Linked DNA regions of Mus musculus: regions 1, 2, 3, 4, 6 and 7 are each linked to region 5. A link is a contact called in public HiChIP or PLAC-seq and promoter capture Hi-C data. All regions are on one chromosome and are shown on one strand. Each heading gives the region's core, a stretch centred on a gene start, on an enhancer-like site or on the middle of the called end of the contact. The rest is flanking DNA. Distances are from core to core; before and after follow the strand shown.

What was found. Promoter capture Hi-C pulls out the DNA fragments that hold promoters and counts their contacts. HiChIP or PLAC-seq counts read pairs in DNA pulled down with a chosen protein or histone mark. Capture Hi-C pulls out chosen DNA fragments and counts their contacts.
Region 1: an H3K27ac HiChIP or PLAC-seq map of regulatory T cell precursor shows a contact between it and region 5, with 9 times the contacts expected there. The contact joins the promoter of Osbpl2 here to the promoter of Arfgap1 in region 5. A contact is called at or near these places in 2 of 39 promoter capture datasets (liver and pre-B cells), 2 of 484 Hi-C or Micro-C datasets (CD4 T cells and muscle stem cells), 3 of 115 datasets of contacts at active chromatin or transcription factors (bone marrow-derived macrophages, pancreatic cancer cells and regulatory T cell precursor) and 1 of 9 other capture datasets (adipose tissue).
Region 2: a promoter capture Hi-C map of pre-B cells shows a contact between it and region 5, with 2.6 times the contacts expected there. The contact joins the promoter of Lsm14b here to the promoter of Arfgap1 in region 5.
Region 3: a contact with region 5 is called in a promoter capture Hi-C map of pre-B cells. The contact joins the promoter of Polr3k here to the promoter of Arfgap1 in region 5. A contact is called at or near these places in 5 of 39 promoter capture datasets (embryonic stem cells, fetal liver, hematopoietic stem and progenitor cells and 2 more), 1 of 484 Hi-C or Micro-C datasets (uterus), 6 of 115 datasets of contacts at active chromatin or transcription factors (bone marrow-derived macrophages, double positive thymocytes, embryonic stem cells and 3 more) and 2 of 9 other capture datasets (adipose tissue and liver).
Region 4: a promoter capture Hi-C map of pre-B cells shows a contact between it and region 5, with 3 times the contacts expected there. The contact joins the promoter of Ss18l1 here to the promoter of Arfgap1 in region 5. A contact is called at or near these places in 3 of 39 promoter capture datasets (cranial neural crest, erythroid cells and pre-B cells) and 1 of 115 datasets of contacts at active chromatin or transcription factors (memory CD8 T cells).
Region 6: an H3K27ac HiChIP or PLAC-seq map of thymic regulatory T cells shows a contact between it and region 5, with 9 times the contacts expected there. The contact joins the promoter of Mtg2 here to the promoter of Arfgap1 in region 5. A contact is called at or near these places in 1 of 39 promoter capture datasets (pre-B cells) and 1 of 115 datasets of contacts at active chromatin or transcription factors (thymic regulatory T cells).
Region 7: a contact with region 5 is called in a promoter capture Hi-C map of adipose tissue, with 4 times the contacts expected there. The contact joins the promoter of Pcmtd2 here to the promoter of Arfgap1 in region 5. A contact is called at or near these places in 3 of 39 promoter capture datasets (embryonic stem cells, liver and pre-B cells), 2 of 484 Hi-C or Micro-C datasets (CD4 T cells and CD8 T cells), 2 of 115 datasets of contacts at active chromatin or transcription factors (pancreatic cancer cells and thymic regulatory T cells) and 2 of 9 other capture datasets (adipose tissue and liver).

What each region holds. Positions count from the first base shown.
Region 1 is chr2:180,117,245-180,121,148 of GRCm38.p6, forward strand. Osbpl2 (oxysterol binding protein-like 2) reads left to right here and starts at 2,062. Exons shown (of 14, transcript NM_144500.4): 1 at 2,062-2,225.
Region 2 is chr2:180,023,064-180,026,843 of GRCm38.p6, forward strand. Lsm14b (LSM family member 14B) reads left to right here and starts at 1,924. Exons shown (of 10, transcript NM_001372364.1): 1 at 1,924-2,249; 2 at 3,572-3,735. The coding sequence starts at 2,123.
Region 3 is chr2:181,862,898-181,867,049 of GRCm38.p6, forward strand. It overlaps Polr3k (polymerase (RNA) III (DNA directed) polypeptide K), which reads left to right and starts at 1,463. Exons shown (of 3, transcript NM_025901.3): 1 at 1,463-1,672; 2 at 3,049-3,136. The coding sequence starts at 1,562.
Region 4 is chr2:180,040,355-180,044,477 of GRCm38.p6, forward strand. Ss18l1 (SS18, nBAF chromatin remodeling complex subunit like 1) reads left to right here and starts at 2,129. Exons shown (of 11, transcript NM_178750.5): 1 at 2,129-2,514. The coding sequence starts at 2,446. It overlaps Psma7 (proteasome subunit alpha 7), which reads right to left and starts at 2,110. Exons shown (of 7, transcript NM_011969.2): 1 at 1,924-2,110. The coding sequence starts at 2,019.
Region 5 is chr2:180,965,019-180,968,833 of GRCm38.p6, forward strand. Arfgap1 (ADP-ribosylation factor GTPase activating protein 1) reads left to right here and starts at 2,207. Exons shown (of 14, transcript NM_145760.3): 1 at 2,207-2,311; 2 at 2,584-2,796.
Region 6 is chr2:180,067,945-180,072,008 of GRCm38.p6, forward strand. It overlaps Mtg2 (mitochondrial ribosome associated GTPase 2), which reads left to right and starts at 2,649. Exons shown (of 10, transcript NM_181424.3): 1 at 2,649-2,671; 2 at 3,850-3,942. Ss18l1 (SS18, nBAF chromatin remodeling complex subunit like 1) reads left to right here. Exons shown (of 11, transcript NM_178750.5): 11 at 1-2,257.
Region 7 is chr2:181,835,110-181,839,356 of GRCm38.p6, forward strand. It overlaps Pcmtd2 (protein-L-isoaspartate (D-aspartate) O-methyltransferase domain containing 2), which reads left to right and starts at 2,745. Exons shown (of 7, transcript NM_153594.3): 1 at 2,745-2,875.

The sequences.
Region 1 (3,904 bases), core at 812-3,311, 850 kb before region 5:
ACTGGAAGGGACATGGACATAATGAAACACTTTGGGGGCATTTTGACTATCACTATCTGCACTGTCATGGCCGGGCGCAGAGCCAACTCTTCCTCTTTCTACACCCTACTAGTCCATCCTAGAGGACATTGCCACTCGGCGAAGATGGAGAGAGCCCCTCCCCTACTGACAGGGATGCTGAGCCACCCAGCCCTGCACCTGAGGCTGCTGAAAGGTGGCAGCAGCTCCTAAAGGGGGCAGAGAGCCAGGAGCAGTGTTAGGTACCTGTCAGCTCACCTTTTACCTAGAGGTAAAAGCGGAAGTGAGGAACTCAAGGCTCTCCTCAGCCACAGCTGGAAGACAGGTGGTTGGAATGCCACCCCGGCCCCAGGGTCAGCCCATCTACTACACAGCTTGAGTAGGGATGCCCAGCCCAACCTGGGTGGTTATTCTGCCCAGATGGCAGGGCCCTGTAGCTCAAAGTCCAAAAACAGGTTAGGTAAGCTGTGTCCCTCTGAGGCTTGTCTCTTGGAGAGGGGCTGATCTTGGAGATTTAGGTAAGGGTGTGGGTGGTGGTGGGTTTCTGAGCTAGTCTTGGCCAGGCCCCCAGAAAAACTGCAGAACCTGGTCAGTCTGACTATCTCCGTGGCAACCGGCTAGCTGTCCTTGTCCTGGCTGGGGGGCCAGCTGCCGCACCCTTCCATCAGCCCTCAGCGGGCTGGAGTTGCTTTCTTCAGAGGTAACCATGGCAACGCCTTTGTTTCGGAAGCCTGGCCCGCCTCCCTCTGTCTCTCTCTTTAGGAGCTGAGCGTGCAGGGGGCTCTTTTCCAGTCCCAGCACGTCTCTCCTGCGCCAGTGAGAAGGGGCCACCAGAAAGCCAGGCTGTCCCTGGGGTGGGAGCTAGAGAGGCAGACAGGGTCTGCTGGGCCACTCCGTGTTTGCAGAGGACTTGAGTATCTGCAGAGTGGGCCACAGAGGCGGGGGGGGGGGGGGACGGGACACGACACGGACCTGTGTGTGAGTGTGAGCACCACCTTACTGGAGGAAGAAGTGTGGCCTTGGAGAAGAATCCTTCATTATGTGCTGAAGAAGGTTCATGGGGGGCATTTAGAACCCCTTTGCTAAAGCCTCAGACTGGCTTAGCAAAAAACCCAAGTAATTACTCAAGTAACTGGAAAGCCTTGGACTGATGTCAGGTGCAGCTGGCCCTGGATGACCTGGGGGACTTGGTTCCTCCTTGGTTTCCTGCTTTCAAACGACCTATAGCGGCCCTCACCTCACTTGCTTCTGGGTAGGTTTGTGAAAGACAAGAGACATCTAACTTGCTTCCCTCAGGTTTGACACTGAGCTGAACCTCCTGGCTAGGATCGGACCACAAGTCCCATACCTTTGCAATTCCTGTGCCCTGCAAAGTCCTATGCAAGTCAGTAGCCATCTTGATTCATGTCACTTCACCTTTCTCAAACCAGACCCCACATTCCAATGTGATGAGGAGGCTGGGGAACCCTGGCTACAGAGAAAACTGAGTGTTCAGAGAGGTCAGATAGCTTTTCTGAGGCCAAACAGGCTGCAGGCGTGTCCCCAGAGATTCTGAGTTTAACCAGGAGCCACTGCAGACCACAGGGCGCCTAAGGGTGTTAAACAGGATGAACCGGCCAGGGAGGCCACTGGAGGGGTAAACTGGCCCCAGGGTATGTTAAGTCACGATTGGCGCGCAAAGGCCGGCGGCCACATTTGCCATTTGTTCATACCCCAGCAACCGTGAGAAGCGTCTGCGGGGTCGGGAGCCAAAGGGTGGGTCTAGCCCAGCGCCAGCCTGGGATCGTTCACGCCCAGCCACCTGACTCACTGTTTGTAAACTAGCCTCTCCCAAGGTCACTCCCCTTCCTCCTGCCTCCCCTTCCTTCTAGCTCCAGTATCTGCATAAACCCACCTTCTCCAAGGGGTGATTGGCTGGGCGCGCCGCCACTCCCCCGTGTGAGCCGGATTATGATAGGGCCGAGGGAGAAGCTGTCCGGAGAACGTGATCGGCATGGTTCCGCCCCCGGCGCGGCCTGCGGGCCGAGCGTTGATTGGCCAGGCGGCGGCTGACGGACGGCGCGGGGCGCGGCGAGCGGCGAGCAGCACGGCGGGCTGTAGGTCGGAGAGGCGCGGGCCGCACTTCCGCTTGGGTGTCAGAGGGTTGCCGGCTGCGGTCGGGGGCGGGGCGGCCGTGGGGTCGGCGACTCCGCGGGGACCGCGTTCGGGTGAGTGGGCTGCAGCGGGGCGGGCGCGCGGGGACGGGTCTCGGGGAGGCCCATTTGCCACCTAGGCCGCGGCTGGGCTCGGGCTGGAGAGTCGCGGCGCTAGGCCGCCGGGAGTGTGGACGACCGCGGGAGGGACGGGGCCCCGTGGGGCTCCAGCGAGGTCCGCGGTCGCACGCGAGGGACTCCGGCGTTCTCCCTTTGCTGGGCGAGCCGCGCATCCCCTCGGGGCGCGCGGGGAACTTGGTGCCCGCGTGGCCTCAGGTCCGAGGGCCTATGTCTCCACAGCAGAGTCGGAGCGCGCCTTCAGACCTGCACCAGCGAGGCAGCCAGGGCTGTCCGCGCTGAGTGCGGTTGGTGGGCCCCGCGTGGAGGCGGAGGCACCGGCGGCGGCGCTCTGTCCCCCTTGCTCCTCCGAGACGCTGCGGCCGAGTGGGGCGCCTCAGTCTTGAGAGTTGGACAAGCTTTTGAGTTATGTTCTTGTGGGTCGGCCTTTGCACATCTGGATCAGTGGTTCTGTGGGGCTCTGCACACACTCGGAGGAGGCCTTCGTGTAGGCTAGGCTCCATATTGTCAGAGATGTTGATGGGACAGCTCCTGAGTGGGAGCCTCAGGGATGGGGAACTGCTGACCCTTTCTGCAGAGAGCCTGGACCCTGCTAACTGTCACCTGTCATCTCTCCCACCTTCACTTCTTGCTTGTGGCATGTGACATCTGGTGTACCAGTAAGAGATACATATGGGTCAGTCGTCTGCAGTGGGCTCTGACAAGCAACAGGTGCTCCAAAGTGTTAGTTCACTGATGTGAGTAAGGAAACAGGAACATTTGAGTGGACACATTGTCCGTCGCCTCCCATTGCCTCTGATGGTGCCAACTAAAGGGTGACAATGAGGAAATGGGTGGCTGCATGTCCTCCATAGAATCTACCTTCCTGTTTGCCCCAGGTACTGTCTGGTAATAACAACTCTTATCTCAGGGGACGCTAATTTTGAGCAATTATTTGCTCTAGATCATTAGAAGCATGAGTCTTACAGCAGTCACTAACATTACCTTTATTCCCAAGGAAAAGAGAGCTCAAGTAGCTTACTTCAGAGCACCTAGTAGCAAATTAAGTAACAAAGGTACCGAAACCCAGACTTCCTTTTTCTCTCTCTCTTTTTTTTTTTTTTTTTTTTTTTGTTGTTGGTAAGGATGAGCATGGCCTTATGCCCGTTGAGATAAGAAAGCAGCCTCTTTATCCCCAGCTTTACTTTTTGATATTGTAATATAATTACATCATTTCCTCCAATCCCCTAGTAGTTCCTCTGCTCTCTTCTGTGGCCTCTACTTTTTGGATTATTGTTACATATGTATATGTGTGTATGTATTATGTATCCTTAAATGCATGAGTTGTACCTGCTCAGTTTGTGTAATGTTACTTGTACTTATATGCTTCCAGGGCTGATCATTTAGTATTGGATACCAGTTTGTGTGTTCTTTACACTCATTTTGTTACTTTTGAGGAGGATCTGATGTAACTGGGTAGGCTCAAATGTAATTGAGCATGACCTTGAATTTCTGGTCCTCCGTGTTCTGGATTACAGGTATGCATCATAGCCCTGGTGAGTTCATATTCTTTTTGTTGTTTTGTTTTTGAGACAGGGTTCCACTGTGTAACACTGGCTGGCCTGAAACTTGATTTT
Region 2 (3,780 bases), core at 674-3,173, 940 kb before region 5:
GTTAACTGAGGACACGCCTCCAACCCACGCGCCTCCGACCCACGAAGCCTTGAAAAGTAGGGGCTACATAGAGGGCTCTGCATCCAGGTCACTGAGGTGCTCACAGGTCCTCACCCCTTCCCCCCCCCCCCCCGCCCCTAAACCCTCCATCAAGTACAACCTGAATGACTGTGCACGGCCATGCTGTAGTGACAGCCTGGATGCCCCAGACCAGAAGACCTCTTCCCAACAGGGTTGCCTCAGTTTTCCTGAGTCAAGACCCTGGTGTGGGAAATATGGCTGAGTTATAGTTGATCAAACAGGCTTTTCTGCCTTCTCTGCTGCTCGGTGATGGAGGCGACTCAGTGGGTCTCACAAAGTTGTGTGTGGGGCACGGAGGAGTGGTGTGGAAAAGATGCATGGCGTTTGAGGCCCAGACTAACATCTCAAAGGACTCTTCAGGCTCACCAGCAATTCACCCACATACTATGCTTGTTTCTGCTTCTGTAAACTGGGGGAAGTCGTCCCACTATGGGTGTCTAGTGTGGTGGCTCATTCTCAAAATTTTGGCACATCAGAAGACTGAGGCAGGAGGTTAGAGACCAGTTTGGGCTGCACAGTCAGTTCCCCGCCAACCTGAGCTAAGAGTAAGACAGACCCCTGTCACAACTAAAACTAAAACTAAAAGAAAACAAAAAACAAAAAAACAAAACAAAAAACAGGCTCAGCAAGATGGCTCAGCGGGTAAATGCATTTGCTGCTAAGTGTGACCCCCTGAATACCCATTTCCGGGACCCATATGCTTCCAGGAAGCAGAGAACTCCTAACTGTCCTCTGGCCTCTACACATGTTGTGACATATGCACACACGGACACACATGCACATGCACCGAATAAGAAAATATTAAAATTTAAAATTGTTCACAACTATTCCCAGCATCCTCCGGCAGTGGTGGTAAGTTGATGTCACTACAGTAAGAAGTACGTTTTATGGCTCACATTTAAGAGAAATTGTTTCACAAAACAGTACTTGTTTTCACTATATGGGATGTTCCCTTATCTCCTCTTTCATTCTATTTCACGTTTATAAAATGCCAATCGCCACCAAATTTCTCATAGTAACTAATATTGGGCTCTAATCTGATGGTGGAGACTAACTGTAAATTAGCATGCGCTCATACATACAAAGTTACCCGCTATGCATGATGCGGAGTCAGCAACGCAAGAATGGGAAGCGATTTAGGGGGAAATCTCCCAATTTTATACTGCGGGCTGGGCTTTGGGCCGCAGTCTGAGGACGCGCGCACGCGGGCGGGAGTCACCCAAAACAGTCAGGGCTTATTTTAGGGATATCAGGCTTGGGAGCGCAGGGCTGCCCCGAGCTCCCCCTGCACTTTCTATTTCAGGGTCGCCCCCGCCGTGAGCGCTGCAGAACTGAGCAGCACCCGCCTGCCGGTTCCTTAGCCCCGGGGAGCAAGCGGGACTGAAGACGCACCTGGCCCGGCGCTGTCGGGGTCCAGCTCCAACAAACAAGAAAGGAAGACTGACAACTCCGCCCTATTAACACCTGGGCCAGAAGGGTGCCAGCGGCACGCGCGGAGGGAGGAGCCTGGCGCTCTTCCAGGTCCAGCCCCCGCCCCGCCCCCGAGTTTGCAAACAGTGGCCTCCCGCCTGCCCCGCGCACGCGCGCTTCGCCCCGCCCGCTCAGTCTCAGGCCCCGAAGCGGTGAGCGAGGCCCGCCGGGAACCGGCTGGGAAGACCCGGAGAGGCAGGTCCCCGGCCGGCAGCTTCCAAATGCGCAGGCGCGGCCCCGCCCACCGCCTGCGGCGCGGCCATATTTAAAGGGAGCCGGCAGCGAGGAGCCAATAGGCTGCGAGCGTACGGGGGCGGCGCGCGGTGGCGGGAGGCCCCGGATGTGGCTGCGGCGGCGCTCCTCCCCCGCTCCCTTCAGACTCGGGCTAAGCGCCTCGCTCTGCTCCCTCTCCGGTTCGCTCGTGGCCCGCAGGCCCCTAGGCGCGGCAGGAGGCGCCTCGGAGGCGGCGGCGCGGAGCTGCGCAGGAGTGGGAGGCCAGGCCACCGCGCGGCAGCGGAGCGGGCGGGGCCCGGCGCTGGTCCCCCGCGCCCTGCGCGCCCCGGCCGCCGCCATGAGCGGCTCGTCCGGCACCCCGTATCTGGGCAGCAAGATCAGCCTCATCTCCAAGGCGCAGATCCGCTATGAGGGCATCCTCTACACCATCGACACCGACAACTCCACCGTGGCGCTCGCCAAAGGTAGCGGCCCGCCGCCGCCGCGCGCCCAACTGACGCCCCAACAGCTCGCCGCCCCGCGCCTGCCCGCACAATGGTGTTCCCCGCTTCGGCGGGGGCTGTGGGAGGAGCGGACCAGGATCCTGCCGGTGTCGGGGGGTGGGGCGGCTTTGAAGCCGTGGACCTCCCCACCTGCGAGACGCCCTCGCGGGGCGAGACGCGCGCCGAGGCGGGGGGCCCGGGTCCGGCGCGCTCTCCTTGGAACCCCTTGGTAGCCACCGCCCGTCGAGTCGCGGTGCAGCCTCTCGCCGAGCTAGGGCGTCGGTTGAACTGCGGCTGTCCTGCTCTGAACTCTCCCGACCCTGTCCACTTGAGGGGTTGGTTTGATGAGAGAAGTCCAGAGTCGGTGCGCTAGTCGCGGCAGCGTGAGGGCCCAGAGCTTCTTTGTCTTCTTTCTCCGCGTTAAATGGGGCGCTTGTTTCCTTCGGCTCTCCAGAAGCGTGAGCGCCGCAGCCCGCCCGGGGTTAACGTGTTAGACCCTCGAGGGTGCAGATGGGAGGTTCGAGGCCAATCTGAAGCCAGCATGCTGCAGTCCTGGGCCATTCTCCTAAACCCTAGCCATACCTCCTATTTGAAGCGAGGCGCACAGACCCAGACTGGTGCTGCAGTGAAGGGCTCAGGGTTCCGGCTTTTTGTTCTCTTGAACTCTTCATGCTGCACTTGACGTGAGATCCCCTGTTGGAGAACCAGACCCAGAGTAGGCCCCTGTCCACAATAGGAGTTTGCTACTTAAAGCCTGCCACCAGATTCAGCTCAGCCCAGGAGTCTTGCCAAAGAGAGGTGTGCTAGCCTTCCTAGATCCATCCTGTCGAGGGTCCGTTGGGTCCAGGATTTCCTTATGAACATAGAAACTAATGTTGGGGGTCTGAGTTTGGAGATTTGTTCCCTTTGTTTCTGCAGCAACCATGGCCTGTTCTTTGTACCAGGGCTAGGGAGATTTCGTGCTTGCCTCAGAAAATCTCCTCAGCTGCAGCTTGTGATGAGGGCCTAAGGGTCCATCTGCAAAGTCAGATGTGAGAAAAGAGGTTCTACAAAGAGCTCTGCCCATCAGAGGGCTTTCACAGATTATCAGGGAACTTTGTGAAGCTTGGGATTCTACGGGAATTCTCATGTCAATTCCTGAACTACTGTCCCTTGTGGTCTTTGCCACATGGTGCTGTATAGGTATTGTCAGCGAGCTCGAGTAGCTGTTAGTTGTGAAGAGAGTGCTGTGTCAGAGGGCACTCTCTGTAGTCAGAAGCTTGGCCCAGGACAACAAGTTAACTGTCGTTTTCTCAACCCCTAAGTGAGGTCCTTTGGTACTGAAGACCGTCCCACAGACAGGCCTGCTCCCCCAAGAGAGGAAATTTATGAGTACATCATTTTCCGGGGAAGTGATATCAAGGATATTACTGTGTGCGAACCTCCAAAAGCTCAACATACACTCCCTCAGGATCCTGCTATTGTTCAGGTAAGTGTCGACGCTTCTGTGTGGCTGTGCCTTTACAAGAGAGGC
Region 3 (4,152 bases), core at 213-2,712, 900 kb after region 5:
CATGGAGGGATGCTCTTTACTGGCTTGCTTCCCCTGGCTTGCTCAGCCTGCTCTCTTATAGAACCAAGACTACCAGCCCAGAGATGGTCCCACCCACAAGGGGCCTTTCCCCCTTGATCACTAATTGAGAAAATGCCTTACAGTTGGATCTCATGGAGGCATTTCCCCAACTGAAGCTCCTTTTTCTGTGATAACTCCAGCTGTGTCAGGTTGACACAAAACTAGCCATAAATATTTGGCTTACATGTCAAGAGTCCATTGTTTAGGGGAGTCAATGCAGGAACTTGCTGCAGAAACAGAAGCCATTACCATGGTGGGATGCTGCTTACTGGTTTGCTCCTCATGATTTACTCAGATTCTCAGATTGCTTTTTTCTCTCTCTCCATTTTGTTCTTAGACTTACTTAAGTGTATGAGGGTTTTTGTTTGTTTGTTTTTTTTTTTTTTTGAATGCTTGTTCGTGCACCAAAGACGTGCTTGGTGCCTACGGAGGTCAGAAGAGGGCATTGGATTCTCAGGAACTGGAGGTTATGGACGTTTGTGAGCTACCATATTGGTGCTGGGAATTAAACCAGTGTTCACTATAAGAACAAGCAACAGCTGAACTATCTCTTCAGCCCCATCATTCTGCTTTCTTATATCACCCAGGACCACTGGCTTGGTGGTGACACCGCCCCCAATGGGCTAGACCCTCTCCTACCAATTTTAACTCAAGAAAATGCCCCCAGAGACTTATTTACTGGTCAATTTATGGTGACATTTTCACAATTGGGGTTCCTCTCCCTGGATATTTAGTTTGTGTATAGTTAAAGCAAACAGAAAACAACACACACATACATGTGCATGTTGCAGAATGACTGCAGAGGATTAAAGAGGCAAGGAGTTTCAAAGAAATCTGAGAAGCCAGAGCTGGGAAATATAAATGTCTATAGGAAATGAGATAAAAGAGTCAGCTGGACGTCTGTGAAAAGGAGCTGCTGGTATTTGTTACCTGCAGGGTTGAGTCTAGCTGTGTAAGTGAAAGGGCAGAATGAAACTAGGTGAAGAAATGGCCAGATGGAGGAATGGCAGGTCCAGATAGGATATCGTACGTCAGTCAGACAGCAGTTGAGACGTAGTATTAACAATGGGGACAGTGTTCCTGGGACATTTGGTTATTTTCTGTCCGTTCCGGATGAGAATATTGCGGAGCAGCATGATCCTCCTGTAACACGTCCATGGCTCGGAGTGCGGCAAGTGTCTCCTCATCACCCAGAACCTCTCACCTGGGTACTCTGGTGGTGCCAGCATTATCGGTCCAGTCCTCTTGGCGTTTCAGCTAGGGAGACGTGTGCACACGCGCAGAAACGACAGGGCTGGGCGTGCAGGCAGCATGCTATTGGCTGGATGGGAAAGGATTATCTGCGGTGACCAATGGAGTGTGCGAGGCTGCCCGCCGCAGTGCCTACTGGGAACGTCTTGAGGATCCCGGGTTGCCAGTTACGGAGCAAGTGAGACGGCTTTTGATTGGGCGCCTGCACCACGGAAGCGCCAGACAGAAGCGAGGTGTGGAAGCTGGCAGTATGCTGTTGTTCTGCCCGGGCTGCGGGAACGGACTCATTGTGGAGGAGGGGCAGCGTTGCCATCGCTTCGCCTGCAACACTTGCCCCTACGTCCATAATATCACCCGTAAGGTAAGTTCCACAGACGGGTGCCTTCTCTGCTTTCTGGGAGGCACAGCAAGCGTCGGCGCGCTCAGACCTTCCTGCAGGCTTTTGTGCTCTCGCTGCGGTGGTACCCCAAGTCCAGCAGTCGCTGCTCCAGTGGCGTCGCTCCGGCCACGTCGAAGCCCCCCCACCCCCCTCTAGCTCTCCGTTGCCCACTTTGTGATACTCCGAAAATTGTGAGAATTTTAGTTCATACCTTTTAAACCTACACTCCCCTCGTGCTGTCCTTGGCGTACCAGTCCGCGCCTCGCCTCTGATTTGAAATCCTTGGGTTCTTCTTGTGGCTCTTTTGCTCCCAGCCCCTGTCGTTATTCTAGAGAATCTTCACCATGTACGCAGTACTGTTAGGTCCTTCCTTTTGCCCGAGTCATTCTTACACAGGCACATATCACACTTATTCATTCTCCGCCTTACCCCCTACCCCCGTGTATGTGTGCATGTATGCGTCTCTGTTTCCCTCTTCCTTTCTCTCTCCCTCTCCTCTTTTAAAATAATGGCTACCTTATTTAGATTCCTGCCCTTCTGGCTGTTTGTGCATGTCTATAATTTTAGCACTTGGAGAGGCTGCGGCAGGAGAATAGGTTCAAGGCTCACCTGGGCTGCATAGCACATAGACACGCACACACACGCACGCACAGGCACAGGAAACAAACCAAACCCCAGCACTTTCAGTTTATCCACATTCCTTTTATATTTTTCACAGAATGCATTGCCTTCTAATATTTTATATCCTTGTTGCTATTTTGTGTGTGTGGTGCTTGTGTTGGAGCCCAGAAAGCTGTATTTCTAGCCCTTGGTGTTTTGTGTACCCTTCAACTCTTGTTTTGTTCCTCCTTACCTCAGTGACTGCAGGTGTGCACCACTGGGCCTTGGTGACATCTCATTCTTAATGTTTGCTCATTAGAGCTGTATGGTAGGAGTTTAGAGTCTGGATTTGTGGTAAGATGAGTTGTGACATAATTTCGAAATTAGAAGGATGCCTGATAAACTTAGGAAAGCAGCCAAAATGACCTGGGGAGTGCTGGTATACCCAGTTAAATGTCTGTCACTCCTGTTGGATTATTAGGTGTCTGAGGGGTATGAGAGAAGAGTGAGGTTTTACTAGGCTGATTTTTCTTCCTGCTCTGTCTGGTGTTTCCTTCTGTTTCTAGAGACCTTTGACATTGAACCTCTGTGCTGTTTTGGGGGACATCCCAGTCACAAGACCCCTACATTTCAGTGACTCACACTGCTCTTTGAAGAAGATAAATTTTGTAGAGGGAATGCTGGAGGGAGATTGTAGTTTGGTGGCCCACTTGTAAAACTGTACAATTACTTCAAATCTGATGTCTTGTTTCTATTAGGTAACAAACCGAAAGTATCCAAAGCTAAAAGAAGTGGACGACGTGCTTGGTGGAGCAGCTGCATGGGAGAATGTGGACTCTACTGCAGGTGAGGATTTTCCCATAACAGAGCTAGGGACTCAACCCTGCTTATTATTACTCGTTATTATATTTAATAATAATAAATTTATTATTATAATGTAACCCTGTCTGTTATTAGGGCCAGTGAGATGGCTCAGCAGGTAAAAGCACTTGTTGCCAAACCTGTTAGATTCTTGGAGCCCAGAGAGTAGAAGAGAGCTGACTGATGGAAACTTTTTTTTTGTGACTCTGTACCATCCACCACACACACACACACACACACACACACACACGTACGTACGTGTAAGTGTAAAAGAATTTAAGAAGATGTAAATAACAAAGTAATGACAAATAGCTAGTGTTTGTCACTAACTCTAAACAAGGTTTTACATTTTTGTTGCTGTTTGATTTTGTTTTTTGAGACATGGTTTCTCTGTGTAGTCTGGGTGTCCTGGAACTTGCTCTGTAGACTGTGCTGGCCTCAAATTCAGAGATCTACCTGTCTGCCTCCCGTATGTTGGTATTAAAAGCATATGCCACCACCACCTGGCTGTATTAAATGTTTTTTAAAGTAGATTCTTTCAAGTATTCTTTAAAGGAAAGTTACCATACGGATACCTGAACTGTTGTTTCATTTAGACTCTCAAGTCAGATATGGAAAAGTATAATTAAAAATAAATCTGGTGCATATTCTCTTCTTGAAGCAAAATTGGAGTTCATTACAAAAAAGTTTCAACATTGATGTAAACATAGCTGTTGAGAGGGAAAGAGAGATCCATGCTCTAGCAGGTGTAGGCTTCTCGAGAGTTATGTTGTATGTATTTTCAAATACCAACACTGAAAAAATGATCAGCCCTGGTCTTTTATTTTCATTTTATTTTTTATTATATGAATTAAAAAAAAATTGTAACTAGGGGTGAAGCATGGTTGCTCAAGCTTATAATTCTGGTGCTCTCCGGGTATAGGCAGAAGGCTCAGTGCTTATCTGGGCTTCATGAGACCCTGCCTCAGTCAGTCTGTCAACCAAGAAATAGTTGGGTAGGA
Region 4 (4,123 bases), core at 879-3,378, 920 kb before region 5:
TCTCTGCCTCTAGGAGCCAGTAGGCTTTCACTCCAGTATCTGGTTCCTGAGTCTTCATTGGTAAAATCCAGCGATTGAAATTTTGTTAAAACAACAACAAAACCCCACAATAAACCCAGGAAACCTCACTTAACCCTTCAATCAAGAGAGGAACAGAAACAAATGTAGCAATCCCGGAAAGGGTGGTTGGGTAGAGGGCACCGCCCCTTGCCAGCTCCCTCTGATGTGGAACAGGATTCCCGGGCCCAGACCTCCAGATACCAGGAACCTCCCACAAGGCTCACCAAGGGCCTGGAGTGATTTCACACGTTCCTTCTGTGTTGATTCCTGTGACCTACAGGATCCAAAGCTAGCTGGATGCAGCAGGCAGCTGCCAGTTGGGAGCACTGGAGACAGGCACCCCAGATTCTAGAACATTCCTACTGAATGCGTGGAGCCCAGAGGTCTATACACTGGTGTCTTCCTCAACCCTTCTCCAACGTCAAAAGCAGTTTTACTTTTAAGTATGTTGTGTCTGTGCCTCTGAGTACAGCTGCCCATGGAGGCCAGAGGTGCTGGAGCCCTTGGAGCTTAAGTGTAAGGCAGTTTTGATCCTTAGAATCTGGGTGCTGGAAACTAAATTCAGTACTCTTCAAGAACAGATCTGCACCCTTCAACTGCCAAATCATCTCTCCAGCCCTCCAACTTGTTTTTTGAGATAGGGTCTCACACTGAACCTGAAGCTCACAGATTCTGCTACACTTACTGATCAGCAAGCCCAGTGTATCCTCCTGCCTCTGCCTCCCAGACTGGGATTCCAGGCATGTCACCAGGTGCAGTGCAGGGAGCCACCTCACTGGCCTCACAGGTTTTTCTTTTGTTAGACGGTTTCTCACTAGCTGTATCTCTTGGGTTTGGAGTGATGGCTCAGCGGCTGCTCTTCCACAGGACCCCAGGTTCAATTCCCAGCACCCATATGGCAACTCTAGTTCCAGGGAATCTGACACTCTCACACAGATATATACATATAGACAAACGGCCAAACGCACATAAAAATAACTTTTAAAATAATAAATTAATAATGCACACACACAACCACAAAGAGTCTTTATAGTTTTAGAAGTCTTTAGGGTCTCTAGATTTAGAAGCCCAGGCTGGCTTTGTACTTGTGAGATTTTTCGAGCCTCAACCTTCTAAATGCCAGGATTATACAGGCCTGCACTTCCAAGCCCTGTCATTCCAGAGTTCTTGGGTGGATTGGGTCACCAAAAGCTTTGGGGTTTTAGTTTCAAGGAGATAAAATACCTGGGAAATGTAAGCGTTTCAAGACTCGGAACCACGTGTGTTCCGGAAGATCCGGTGACTCGGGAAAAACAAAAACCAAAACTAAAACTGTCTCACTGCTGGCGCTTACAGGTGTGGGGAGTCCTTTTCCAAACAGTGCTAAGGACTGAACAAAACTGGGGCGCGGTGAGAAGGGCCCACCGGAACCAGAACACGGCGTCGGTGGCGCATGCGGACCCGGAAGCAGCCTGTCACCATCGCAGGGCCGACGAATCGCCCTTTGTTCACAACGCCCACCTGGGCCTAGCTCGCAGATCCCCAAGTCCCCGCCGGCGCCGGCTACAGCCAGCCTCCCGCCGCCCGCGCGCACCTGCGGCCTCCGCCGTCCGCGCCGCGCGCACAGCACCAAGATGGCCCCGGCCCAGCCCCGGGGATGCGCTCGCCTAGATGCTCCGCAGTGGGGAAGCCAGAAAAAATCGCCCGGCTCTCCGGGAAGCGCGGCGCGGTCCCCGCGACCTGGTGCCCTTCCTACGTCGTCACCATTCAGCTCCCGTCACCTCCTGGTCCACCCGCCGCCAGCAGATAGCGCGGCCCCCGCGCCCAGGTCTGCGTGCCCCGCTTCCTTTTGCACCCCGTCGCTCAGGCCCCGGGCCGGCTCACCGCGGTGGAGCCCTTTTTGACCGCCTCCTGCGCGTACTCCACTTGGAAGAGGTGGCCGTCGGGCGAGAAGACGGTGATGGCGCGGTCGTAGCTCATCACTGCGGACGCACTAGCTCGGGCCGCCGCCGCTCAAAAGCGCACACTCACCGTCAGCGCCCCGCCCTCCCGGGCCACGCTGCTGGCGTCTGGCGTCAGGGGGACGTGCGGCACGGCGGGGCGGGGCAGGGCGGGCGGAACCACCGAAGCTCAGCACAGGGGGCGGTGTACCGGCTACCGGCTGGACGAAGAGCGCAGGCCGGGTGCAGGGGGCCTCCGCGCGGTATCCTGACCTGGGAGGCAGTCGCGTAAGGCGTGGGGACGCGGGGGACTCGAGCGCGCATTGGCGACAGGCAGGCGGGCGAGCCCACGGCACCGCGCCCCCCGTGTCCCCGCCCCCGCTCTGCGGAGAATGGGCACCTCGGGCCGCGGGGCGCAGCCGGAGAATAAACCCCAATGATCACGGGCTGAGTCCGCGCCACCACCATGTCCGTGGCCTTCGCGTCGGCGCGGCCGAGAGGCAAAGGGGAGGTCACTCAGCAGACCATCCAGAAGGTGGGCATGGCCGAGGGGGTACAGAGTGCGGGTGGGCGCGGGGCACGAACAAAGCCGGGGCACAGCCCGCCGCACGGAGCCCTGACGGCGGCTCCCCGCGCCCCCAGGAAAGCCTGCGCCAACTTTGCTGGAGGCACTGGCAGCGGGGGCCCGGCGGCCGCAGGGGGTGGGGACCCCGGAGCGCGTTGCGCGTTCTTCTCCCAGAGCGCCCCAGGCAGCAGACGCAACAGAGCGAGACGCCAGGGCCCGCGGCCCCTCCAGCCGGGGCGGGGGCTTGTCGCGCTCTGCTGACAGCCGTGGTAGCGACGGTCGCGCGCCTTTGCGCGATGCTTGGCGAGTGGAGAAGGGGGAGCAGGCAGCCTGGAGGCGCGCCGCTGCGGCGAGCTGGCCGCTCTTGTGAGGTACTGCGGTGCCCTGCACAAAGGAACGCATCCAAAGTGTGCGTGCCATTTCCAGAGCCCGCACCGCTGTCCAGAGCTTGCTGCACGCGGCGGACTTGAGGCTAGCGCAGCCCCGCCCCCGCTCGGGCCACTGGGTATCCGCGAGCCTCGCCTTCTGCACCCTGGCTTCAGACACCGCAGGTTTGTCCTGCAGTCTCTCAGTTTCATCCTTTAGTTTGGGCCAGTTTCTCAGAGAAGGCGTTTGCGTGGGTGTGTGGACGTCTTTAACAAAAGGAAGCTTTAAGTTTTGGCTTGGACACTTTAGCTTCTTACTGTTTGCCTTCGCGGTTCCAGGCATCTTTCTTACGCGATGGCTTTTCCTAATTCTGGTTCCTTTTACAGAATTCTTGAATTCTTTTGAGCCAGTTAGTTCCCAAAGGAAATTGGCCTCTCTACTCCCTCAGAGGCTTGTGGGGATTTTCTTCGCTTGTCGCCTGTTTCCCAGATCACCCTTGCTATCCTCCTTAGGAACATAATGGTTATCACTGTTGGCAAGTCCTAGTTAGCAGGGGAGATTATTGGAGGAAAGCAGAAATGCAGGTTTTATAGATCTTGCCACATTTAACTTTTTGCAGAAGTGACTTAGTGAAGGAGGCTACAGAGGCTACGTGGTAAAGCTAATAGTAGCCCTTCCGTGTGGCTCCACAGGCTGCTGTCTGTGTGGCCATGAACTAGGAGCCTTGGTTGGTGGAGGGTGGAGTACTCCACACATTGGCAGTCCAGACAGTGCCCAGGCACTCTGGCTGCTGGATCTTAACAGTCACTCTTTCCAGTGCCACTTTTGGCTTCAACATTTTTAGTCAGTAGTCAAACGTGCTCATCAAAGATCCTCAGTTTCTCCAGGCAAAGGTGTATTGGAGGACTACGCCAAACATCAGATCACAAAGAGGAGATGTTGGCTGACCTCAGCTCAGGGCAGAAATTCAGCCTGTGCATCTTTGGAAGTGGGTCTTAAGTTTAGCCTGTCAAGGTCCTTAACCTGGTAGGGCTGGCAATTCACTTCCTGTCTCTGTGAATCCTTTACTGGGGAGTCTGAGAAGGCCTGAGGGGGGATGTGTCATGTACTTAAACCGTGCACTCTGACCTGGCCTGATGATGCGCCACTGCAGTTACATTCTGCAGCATATGTGGCAAGACGGTCTGAGAACAGCCTGAGCTACATGATAAGT
Region 5 (3,815 bases), core at 957-3,456:
GGTTTCTCTGTATAGCCCTGGCTGTCCTGGAACTCACTTTGTAGACCAGGCTGGCTTTGAAATCTGCCTCCTTCTGCCTCCCAAGTGCTGGGATTAAAGGCGTGTGCCATCACTGCCCAGCTGAGATGTCTTAATCAAGGTGAGTAAAGGCTGAGAACCACAAACTACGCTGGCCAAGATGCTTCCAGATGAGCTATAGGTCCGGTCTGCTTGCTCTTACCTGCCAAGCAGCGTTTCAGCCAGCTTGACCTGAAGGCTATGGGTGGGAGAGAAGCCCAGATCTGCACTTCTGTCTGCCACAGAACCCTGAAATGTTAGTCCCACGCCCTAGGTTGTGTCTTGGGTAGCTGTGCAATGTATACATAGATAGCATGGCCTGTTTTACACAATGGTCCTGAAGAAGCATCTGCCCTCAGCACAAGCCATAACTATTATCTCTATATAGATGAAGTGTGGTGAACCAGAGTCCTATGAGCCTGGTAATGAGATATTAGACTTACAGCGCCCACACACCACACACATGTAATACTGACCTACACACCAAGTGCATATACACGCAGGCATGCATTTACATATGTATGAACAAGTACATACATACCTTCACAAGCTCACATGTACAAAATGTACTTCAACACACCTAGCTTGTGTAGGTCTAGCTGTTTCCTCCCTGCTACCTTCCCTGGGAGCCAAGGAACCGTTTGGACCATGCTGGGCCACATCGAGGGTCTGAGCTCAAGGCCTTGACTACTTTTCTGTTATTTATGTTGTAGTGTCATCTGAGCATGACATGATCATCACCACTGAGAGGCACAGTCACCATGGCTGCCCTCAGCCAGAAAAAAAAAAAAATAAGCAAAGCAGCCCAACAATGGCTAGATGTGTGGTAGTGGTGGTGAGGCCATTAACACATCCTCATGATAAAAGTAGAATCACAGAACCCTTACCGGAGGTTCCAGCCACCATTTTCTTATGCCCTGGGCTTCACATGGTTATGTGTATGTGTTTAAGTTTATAGGAGGTGGAAGGTTGAGCCATTATATCTGGCTTAGATTTTGTTCTTTTGTTTGTAAAGGTAGGATTTCTTTGTATAGCCCAGGTTGGCCTGGCACTCACTCTGTAGACCAGGCTGGCCTGGAAGTCAGAGACCTGTCTGCCTCCCCAGTGCTGCAATTAAGGAATTTGCCACTTATGTTCTTAGTAAGCTTCCTGTCCCCTGCATTTGGCCACTACGTTAGCCTGCAGAGGGCAGGTATGAGTTCTGGAACATCCTGGTATACATAAGAGCCTTTCTCACAAAAACAGAAATGCCATGTTATGAAGCTAGGTGGGGTGTCTATAATTCCAGAACTCAGGAGGCTGAATCGAGTTCCAGGCTAAATTAGGCTATGATGTGAAAGTCTATCTCAAATAACAATATCAGGCTGTGGTTAAGTGACTTAAGGCTACGTTTTTTGTTTCTCTCTTTACACAAAGCTCTAAACCTGTGAAAGAAACTCCAACAGTGGATGGAGAAAGGGATCCACTGTCCCTTGAGGTCCCAACTGTATGGATCTGAATTTGATAAAATGCCTCACGGTAAGTTTCGATGCAGGTACGTTTGATTTGACCTCAATAAAACATTGACTTTTGGCCAATTTGAAAGTCAAACGAGCCGGGCGGCGATGGCTCACATCTTTTGATCCACTCGGGGGGGCAGAAGCAGGCGGATCTTAGAGTTGGAAGCCAGCTAGCTCCAGGGCAGCCAGGGCTACACAGAGAAACCCAGTCTCTTAAAAAATAAATAAACAAACAAGTAAATAAAAATAAAAAGCCCAAGCAAAACCGTCAAAAGGCCAATGAGGAAGGAATTAGTGACACAGGGCGGCCCAAAGTGAACACAAAACTAAAACCCGCCGGCTACTAAATACATTGATTTGACCAGAACTGCTTGCCCAAGTCTATTTTAAACCACGGGTCGGAGTTCGAGTTGACAGAAGCCACGGGAAGTCCCTTGTTCCCGGGCTTGGTCGAGACCGTGGACGCCCTAGAATCCCGCTGGAGATAGCGCAGCCCGGATCCATCTGCGCTGCCCTGCCGCACTGCCCACGCAGAGGCAACCCTGCAAACCTGGCGCTCAGCCGAAGGTTTAGACAGACCGGAAAAGAAGCCTCGCCTCGGGCTCGCGCACAGAGGCGGAAGTACCGCCTCGGAGGCCTCCCATGAGCCCTTGCAAAGCGCGACGTAGCCGGAAGCTGCTGGCGGCTGGTGGGGGGATCTGAGCGCCTAGTCCAGCTTGGCACCTCGGCCGGACCCGACCTCCTGGGGGCAGCAGGTGAGTTTGCGGCCAGGACACCGGGCATCCGCGGACCCTCAGTTCCTTGCCCTTCCGGCTCTCAGATCACCCAGTTCCTGGCCCTGTAATCCTCGATTCTGCAGCCCTAGGCCCCTGGTCCCCCAATACCGTGACTGTCCGACGCCCCCGGTCTTCAGCCCTGACTTACTCCCCGGTGCCTCCCGCGTACCTCCCATTTCCCAGCTTCCTGGCCCCGGGTTCTCCAGTCCTTCGACCCGTGACGTTTTTGTTCCTCGGACCCCAAACTCCAGGATCCCAGTGTGCGGCCGTCCAGACCCCCCCTCCCCTGCCTCCCGGCCTGTGAGCTTTACCGCCCTTCAGCCTAGCGGTTGCAGGGACCTACGTGGCCCCTCAGCGCTCTGGTCCCGAGCAGTCTTGGACGCAGACTGGTTCTGCACTGCCCACTTTGTCGGGAAAGGGCCTCAGCCCTTCACTTCGAAAGAAGATTCTGTCCAGAGGTGCCGGTAAGCCAGGTTTTCTAACCTCAGTTTGTTTGATTTTTCCCTTCTTGGTCTCTGAAGTGAGTCCTCTGCGGAAGGAGGAAAAACAAAACATCTCAACAACAGACCCCCACAGGATCAAGCTTCTAAACTTTTTCTCAATTGTACCTGGCAATAGAATATACTGTATTTGCACTCTTAAGGCACCCACAAGTCAGAAGTAATATACACTGTTCCATAGCTGTGCAATGTTTAGAGCATTGAAGCCCTAACTATAGTTCTGGACGAGGTGATGATCTGATATCGTCTGTTCTTCAGAGTGAAGAAGCATAACTTAGACATGGGTTCTTTGTGTTCTCTGAACGGTTTTTGGTCACCCATACTGTGTAGCCTTAGGGCCAAGCTATGTCCCTAGATGTCCCCTTTGACCTCAGATGTACATCACGTCCCATTTAAGAAGCAAATGTTCTCTAGTGTGACATGTAGCTCACTAAAGTTTGAAATCCTTATTTGCTTCATTATCTACTAGGTATGTCTGCCTGAAGGAAGAGTATTTTGTTGTTTTTTTTTTCATTTCAGCTATTAAGAATTCTTAAGGGTGGGTGATATGGATACCAGGTAGGGGTGCTTGCCACAAAGCCTGACTACCTGAGTTTGATCCTGGTACTCACTTGGAGGAAGGAGATACTCAGCTCCCACCTTCTAGGCTTCTAGGCATGCACTTGTGAGCCCACCCAAGAAAGAAATCTTAAAAAAAAAAAAAAAAGGATTCTTGAGGCCTTCTTTAGGCTGGTTAAACTGAGAGATACTTATTTTCATGTTATTAAGCAACATTTAAGATGATTAATTTGAGCAGGGAAGTAAGTGGTGGAGCATGCCTTTGTTCCCCGCACTTGGGAGGCAGAGGCAGGCAGATTTCTGAGTTCGAGGCTAGCCTGGTCTACAGAGTGAGTTCCAGGACAGCCAGGGCTACACAGAAAAACCCTGTCTTGAAAAAACAAAAAACCCCAGACCAAACCCTAACTTCTCTCCAATATCCAAAG
Region 6 (4,064 bases), core at 1,399-3,898, 900 kb before region 5:
GCCTGTGTCTCTCCAGTTTCCATGATCCCAAAGGATGTCTTTGTATTAGCGAGTAAAGAAGGATCGATGACTATTCCAAATGACAGTCGGTGAGAGTGTGGGCATCGTGAGGGGAGCTTTCACTAAGGAGGGCGCTGTCTGAAGAGCAATTCTTGCTGTCTCCGAGCTGCTTGTGTGTAGTATGGCTTTGGCCCTTGGCGTCATCTCTAGGATTTGAGTGTGCCCAAACCTAAGTTTATAGAGAATTTAAAGTACTCATGTTTAATTTTACAAGCAGTTGGCAAGTGTTTATATTACTTCTTCAGGACCTCTGAGTTCAGATTGCCAAGCAGATGTTCCTTTGCGTTTAGGGAAGTCTGAAATCCACACTGCATTTTTAATGAATCCAAATAACTTTATTACGTTCTTTCAAATGAAAAGGACAAGTTTTATACAGTGAGAATTGGGTGATTTTTTTTTTTTTTACATTCCTAGGATGTTTAATCTCGTTTTAATTCTGTGCAAACATGAGAGACAGCCTTTTTGAAAAGGTTCTATCAAAGGAAAACACCGCATATAATGCAGCAGGCATATTTTTCAGCATTTATTTAGATAATAACAATGTTACTATGAGAAGAAAAGAACAACCTTGAAGATGAGTGCTCAGAACAACCAAGAACATACAAAACCATCCCCAAGGATGCAGGGCTTGGTACATCAGACCTGTCCACCAGGATGCTTTTGCTTTATTTGTGTCTTATATGTAGCCCAGACTGGCCTCAAACTCACTACATAGCTGAGGCTGAACTTAATGATCCCCCAGCCTCCACTCCCGGGTACTGAGACCACGGGCATGCACCACCACATCTGTTTTCAGCTGATAGTTTTTAAAATATAAAACTTACCTGTAGCTCAGTAGTAAGGCACCTTTGTGGAGTTTGCTTGAATTAATCTTGACAGTCTTGCTGGAACTTACAGTGCAAGCTCCATTTACTTACAGGAGAATCAAGGGCCGGATCAAAGGACTTGTCTGTGTCGGCTGCCGTCTTACTCTAGGACATTCTCCCTCTCCTTGGGACCATTATCAACAACCATGGGCATATGTGTCTCATAGGCACAGGGTTTAGGAAACACACAGGCAAGGGCTGACTACATGACGGCTTTAACTTTACAGAAACAAGTTTCTGATCGCTACATGGCAGAAGTATTAGCAACTTGATTTTAGGGACTCATCATCTCTTTAGCTCCTTCCCTTTCTGGCAATTTTTATAAAACTAGCCTACAAGCTCACTTGGGGGCTAAATATCCCATTGAAAATGTCGAAACATTTTAAGTAACTGTGAAATGGTTTTTATTCCTTGCCAATCTGGGAATATGCCTTTTATGTATGCATACATGTGCAAGTGTGTACGTGTGTGTGTGTGTGTGTGTGTGTATGTATGTGTGTGTATGTGTGTATATATATGTGTGTATGTTAAAGTGCTGTATTAGTGTGTATGTGTGTGTGTATATGTAAAGTGCTGTGTTAGTGTGTGTTAATACTTTTTGAAAGAAAAGAACACTTAAAATATGTATCACCCCAAAAGTTCAATTTGAAATGTCTTACATTAAGAATTTCTTGAATGTTGTGTATATATTTTTAAAAGCACTTTGTGAAATAGTTTGTACATTTATTTCCTAATTTATACCTGATTTTGGTGTTAATATATTTAATGATTAATATTGTTTATTTAATGTTTTATTGATTTTTATGTAATTTTGTGGGGGAAAGTGATGCCAGTCTTTTTCATTGCCTGTATTATAGCTTTTCTTCTGTAACATGAATGTTTGAAAAGTCCTAGGCTGAAATGAACCCTTCGTGCAGGTGTGGTTGACTGTGTTTTGTTTTCAATGGTTCCTCCTACTGAAGGCCAGAAAAGATGCAAAGGGAGATTTGGAAATCGCTGCTCATTCTTCCTCCTGTTTCCCAGCATCCGTTCAATACTTGGTGAACTTGACCACTGAGGACTGGGGTTTTCAGATGTGCTGACCACTACGCGCTGCGCTTGTCAGGGGCTATGGGTGGATGGACATCTCTGCAGACTTAGCATATAGCACAGTGGGAGATGGGAGATGTCCGCAGAGGCACTGGGCAGACACAGGCCTGGCCCAGAAAGGAGGTGTTTTCCTTTCCTGTTGTACCTGTTCTCAGACGTGGGCTTCAGTGACTGAGTGTCCGTTCAAACTTGTAAAAAGAGGAAGACTTTCCATTTCCATTAAAACACTTTTTTAGCCATTACCTCATTTCTGTTTATTGAGCATGTTACGTCTGTCTTGTTATTTGTGAACGAAGTACAGTTTTTAAACACCCTATCATTTTCACCCTTGTTTGGTTGGTTGGTTAGACGGAGGCGCACTGTACAAACCTATGTGACTCTCAGACATTCCCGGCCTCTTTTTCCCGAGACTGGAATTAAAAGCGTGCGACCCGGCACCTGGCTTTTTCCTGGTTTTGTGAGACAGGATCACTGTGTGTCTCAGGCTGGGCAGGAATTCACGGCGATCCTTCTGCTCAGCTTCCTTGGTGCCCAGACTTTGGCTTTGGAGCCACAGAGACCACGGGATTCGGGGGGCGGTGCCTCGCCTTCCGGTTTGCTGCTGCACTGCGCGTGCGCGGCCAGAGCCCGACCCGGAACCAGTCGAGCGAGCGGAGGTGGGAGCTGTCGGGAGCGGGTGGGTGCGGGCGGCATTGCACGGGTGTGCGTTCTCCGGCGGCAGGCGGCGGGCGGGATGACTGGGCGGGATCTCTCTCTGTGTGCGGTGGCTCTAATGAGGAGAGCCCGTCCGGCCTGATCGCCGTAAAGTTGGTTTCTGAAAGACTCGCTCTCGCCTTAGCTTGAGCGTGATGGCGCACGCTTGTAAGCGCAGCTTCCCAGATGAGACAGGTGGATTTCTAGGAGTTCGAGGCCCGCCTAGGCCACATAGTGAGACCATGAACAGAAAACAATGGCAGAAACGTCCCCTTGCCCAGCTCTTTTGGAAAGCCTTTATGGATGCGCTACTAGGGTAGAGGCTCACCTGTTAAGATGCAGGCGCCGCAGTGTGTCGCCTAACTATGGGCAGTTGAGTCTTCCTGAGTCCCCGCCTCCGCGGCTTTGTAGAGGCATTCTTTTAAAGATGAGGTAAAGAAGCATTCTGCACACTAAGGATCGGTAGAGATGCGCCTGGGGTGCGAGCAAATGGCCTTGTTCCTACTCAGAAATCTAAAGGACCAGCATGGAACAGTTTCGGAGCTGTCGGGAGGTTTCCCTGCCTGCATGTGAACCAGTCTGGGACCTTGAGTGCTGGGTCGGGGATTGGGTGGGAGGTGGCAGCTGTCCCTCCAGTCAGTCTGTCCCACAAGGCCCCATAGGGCAGGCACCCAGACAGCAGCGTTGTTGAACGCGTGCTTTATTTTGTTTTTGAGACAGGCTCTCCCTTGCTGGCCTGGCACCCAGATGCCTGTCTGGCTTCCGGAGTGCATCTGCCACCGCACACAGCAGGAACACTTACCCCCACCCCCGTGAATGGCATATAATTAAGTAAAAACCATGTAATGTGAGTTGTCAGGTGACAAAATGATACTCCAGTTTCTAAATGTTTTCCACATGAAGAACGAAGTAGATCACAAACATATGTAATGAAGTGTAAAAGTATGTAGCAGAAACAGTAATGCCCGCGTGGGATTTAATATCCGGTAGCAAAGTGAAAATGGAATGCTTAGAATTAAGTTAGTTAACTGTGAATACTGTTAACCAATTGTGCTTAGCCTATAAAAGAATAACACTGAAGAAATGAAAACATTCCTCAAGAATGCTTTTTTTTTTCCCCCTTTCTCTTTTTTTAAGACAGGTTTGCATGTGTCTGGCTCCCTGGCTGGCCTTGAACTTGCTAAGTAGTAGAAGATGACCTTGAACTTCTGACCTTCCTACCTCCACCTCCTGAGTAAGTGGTGGCATGCCTGGATTATGTGATTCCAGGGGTCAACCCCAGGGCTTTGTGCATGCTAGGTCGGTAGGCATTCTACCAACTGAGCTACACCCCTCTTCCACAGTGCTTTCTTCTTT
Region 7 (4,247 bases), core at 1,495-3,994, 870 kb after region 5:
ATCGACCCTTCTCTTGCCATCACCGAGGTTTTGAGAGTTTCTACGATTGTTTACTTTTCCATAGTTCATATCATTGGGATCACACAATATGTCATAGCTTTTCCATATGAGTGTCTTTCATTTAGCAGCAAGCACTTGGAAGCTGAAGAGATAGCTCAGCTGGTAAAGTGTCTGCCACGTAAGCATGAGGACCTCAGGTTAAATTCCCTAGTATTCATATAGAAAGTTGTTTAGTGAGAACTCTCCAATTTTGGTTTCTTTAAGAAACACAGAAATATTATTAGACTGTGTTTTCATCTTAATCCCAGGTGTGGGGATGTGGGGCTGCTTTGGACGGACCACAGCAGCTGACTGTGATTTGCCTCAGGCTCTAGCAGAGGCCTTGTTTGACAGTTCCAGATTGTCTAGGGCCCTGAGAGGCAAGGTGGGTGGAGACTGGTCATTTGGGGGCTGTTTGCAGTTTGTTAGTAGTTGTGCTCAAAAAAGAAACAAGAAGAAAGAAATTTGATTCACAGATATCTCTCTCTTCCTTCTGTCCTTCTTTCTCTCCTATCTATTGATACAGGATGATGCAGTGGGGAGGGGCAGTGGGTAAAGGGTGAGAAAAAGAACCCACAAAGTAGCTAAGTCCAGCTACAAAGTTGGGCATGGTTCAGAGCTGGGGAAGCAGAGACAGGAGGATCCCTGGGGCTTTCTGGGTTAAACTCCAGGTTTAGTGAGAGATAGTTGTCTCAAAAAATAAGGTAGAGAGAAATAAAGGAAGCGACTAGACATTGATCTCTGGCCTCTACATGTACATACACACATGTTCATGTATACTTATTTACATATGCATGCAAACACCACAGACACACCAAATTTAAAAAAAGCAATTAAGTGTGTAAGGTTGCTACATGTCCTTTCATAGCTCAGTAGCTCACTTTTCAAAAAATCCCTGATTAAAACAGTTATGTGGCTATACCTCCCATCTATTTAATATTTTTTGTTGCTTCTAATGTTTGATGATTACAAATGAAGCTGTTATACTACCTACATGTGCTGGTTTTGTGTATAGTGGTAAATATCTAGGAATTCAAATGGTGATTTTTTAAAAAGTTTTATGTATGTTGGAATAGTTTTGTACAGCCCTGGCTAGTCTTGAACCTATTACACTGCCAAAGTATGACCTTAATCTCCTGGTCCTTCTTCCTCCACCACTAAGTGCTGGCATTACACTTGTTTGCTGTCACATCTTCTAAGACGTTGCTTAGTTCAGTAGCAAACTGACAAACTATTTTCCAGAGTATCTTTATTATTGCTCATTCCCACCAGCAATGAAAGTGATGTGCTGCTGTTGCTCTACATCCTCACCAGTATTTGGTGAATTATAGATTTTATAAATTTTGGCTATTCTAATAGGTGTGTATTGATATCTCATTGTTTTATAAATCTGCATCACCTAATGACAAATTATGTTGATATGTTCATATGCTCATTTGCCATCTGTATATTTCCTTTGCTGAGTCATATGTTCATAGCTTTTTCCCGTTTCTATTTGTGCTGTTTATTTTCTTATTGTTGAGTTTTAAGGATTTTTAGAAATCCTTTATCAGATATGTGTTTTGGGAATATTGTTTTTCAGTCTATGTCTTACCTTTTTATTCTTCTGACAGTATATTTTACAGAGAAATGATGCCAGTGTTAAAAAGATATATTTTACCTTTAAGTGTGTGTGTGTGTGTGTGTGTGTGTGTGTGTGTGTGCACATGCCTGAGTGCCTGCAAAGGCCAAGTGTCTTGGGTACTGGAAATCAAATTTGGAAGAGCTATGTCTCTATTATTTTTACACGTGGATGTCTAATTATTCCAGCATCTTTTGTTGAAAAGACCAGCACTCCTCCATTGAATTGTATTTGTTCTCTTATCAAAGGTGAGTTTACTATATTTGTATAGCTCTAACCTAAGTTTTGTATTTGATAGCATCAATTTATTTCCCCCATATGACTCTTGATTACTGTAATTTTAATAGTAAGTCATGAAATCAGATGTTGTTAGGCCTATACTTTTGTTTTGTTTTGTTTTTGATCAATATTGTGTTATCTAGTTCGGGTCTTTAGCCTTCCCACGCAAACTTTAAAAAATAGTAGAATCATTTTCTCCTCATTCGTACCACAATCAACTGCAGGTTGAGTGACTTTCTTACAGCTATTGACTCAGGCGTCCAGACTCCTTCCTTCTTGACACTACTTCCTTCAACATGTACCCTCCAAGCAGTATAGAGGAGATGTGCAATCCCAATGAAATAGAACAAAAACTCAGAACAATCTTGAAAGGTAGCCCTAAAGATCACTTAGACTTTGGTCTATTTTGTAGGTTTCTTAGAAGTGGCCAGAACTGCTGGTTCAAGGTTCAAGTGTGCAGATGGCCATCCCCTGGACCAGGTAGCCTGGCAGGGTCAGGGCCGGCAGTCATTTGTGTTGTAACTCCTGCAGGAGAGTGGACCCAATCTATCACTCTTGTTTCTTAACTCCTGCCTTTTCTACTGTGGGGGCTTTGTCCTTGAGTGGACATAAGCAGGCAAAATGCCCTTCTCCCGTCGACACGCCAGCATCTTCTCATATCATTAGGCCGGGATATGCTCGGAGACCACCTAGTGACTGACCAATCAGGCAGGGACACACTTAACTCAAACCAGTGGGTGGAAAGTGGCAGGCTCGTGGGCTGTGCCGTTGCCCCTTTAAGAGTGTCCTCCAACCGCACATGCTCAGTTCAGGTAGAGCCCGCGCACGCGCAGAGGTAGCAGCGGATGTTTACAGCGGCTGAGGTCCGTCCGAAGCGACAGAAGCGTCTGAAGAACTGCTCTCCGAGACTCAATACGGGGGCTGCTGAGCGCCGAGGTAGAGCCGTCTCTGCCCCTCGGCCCTTCCCTCCATATCCCTTCTCCAGCTCTGGTTACCCGTTCCCCAGCGTCCGTGTATCTTACCATCTCCGAGAGTTTCGAACCCCAGCGCCTGTCACCCCCGCCCCCCCATCTCCCTGCCCAGCACCTCCCTCCCCTCCAGCGTGCCCCCCCACCCCCCGCCTGTTGCTAATTCTGGGATCTGATTGCTCTAGTTCTACAACCTATTTCTAATTAAGTAGGAAATGTTTGCAATTAGCTCAAGGGCAAGTCGGGCATTGACCATGATTGAAACAAATTATACCTAGGGTGGATATTGGGAAGAAGGCAGAGTATCCTACAGAGGAGAAAAAAAAGACCCCTTTGGGGAAAGATCTAAAGTAGCTGGAGAGAACCCCTGGGGCCTGGACCCTTTGTTTCTTTATTAGGCCTGTGCCTCTGCCATCAACTCCGTCATCTTGAGTATCTGCCCTCTGCTCTCTTGGGCCCTGCACTGTTGTTCTCTGTTCTTATTGAAGACATTGCTAAAGTGGGCTCCATTACGTCTGGTAGGTTGTCTCTAGAACGAGGTATTTAAGAGGCTCAGCACTGATTATATATAAAGGGAATTGAAGTGGGCCCTCTTGAGGTGGTGGCATTTGGTCTCTCCTTTTGCCCTGGCTTTTCTCCATCCTCCTCTGAGACCTTGCTGGGAGACTTGGGAGAAGGGACTCATTTTTCTTTTTTTCTTTTCTTTTCTTTTTTTTTTTAATTTCGGTTAGTCCCAAAGCTTTTCCACGCACGAAACAGTAGGAATTGTCCCTAGTCAGTACATACTACTGGTCAGCTTTCATTCAGATGCAGACCACAAGTGATATGCATTTGAGGCACACCCTCCAAGAGTTCTGGTTTTCAAGACAAGAAGCCTTGGCTATTTTCCTCGTTCTGCTGGCAGGATGATGGTTTAGAATACATGTTCCTAGCAAGGTATCCCCTAAGAAAGTGACATCCACTTGACTGTGGGCCAGCTGTCGCAGTTTTTTCAAACGCAGTATAGATATGAAACAGGGTTCTTTAGTCCAGCTTCACTTGTGTTGTTGTTGTCCACTTGGGGTCCTGTGCTGCTCAGTTTTTTTCCTATGCCCTTTTCTTCTGTTGGCCTGTGCTAATCAGTTCTGAATGGGAACTGTAATAAGCATTACAGCAAGTAGCAAAGTGTGTATCGTAGGGTAGTAAAGGAAGGACAATCTCCTAAAAAATAGTTCTTTGCTTTCAGTTGGAATCTACTGCACTGCATTCTTGTGCAGTGATACTGTTTGGTTTGGAGAGAGTATTTTCAAGTATGTTTTAGGGCTTTCTTTCTTTCTTTTGACATGGTGACTGATCACATC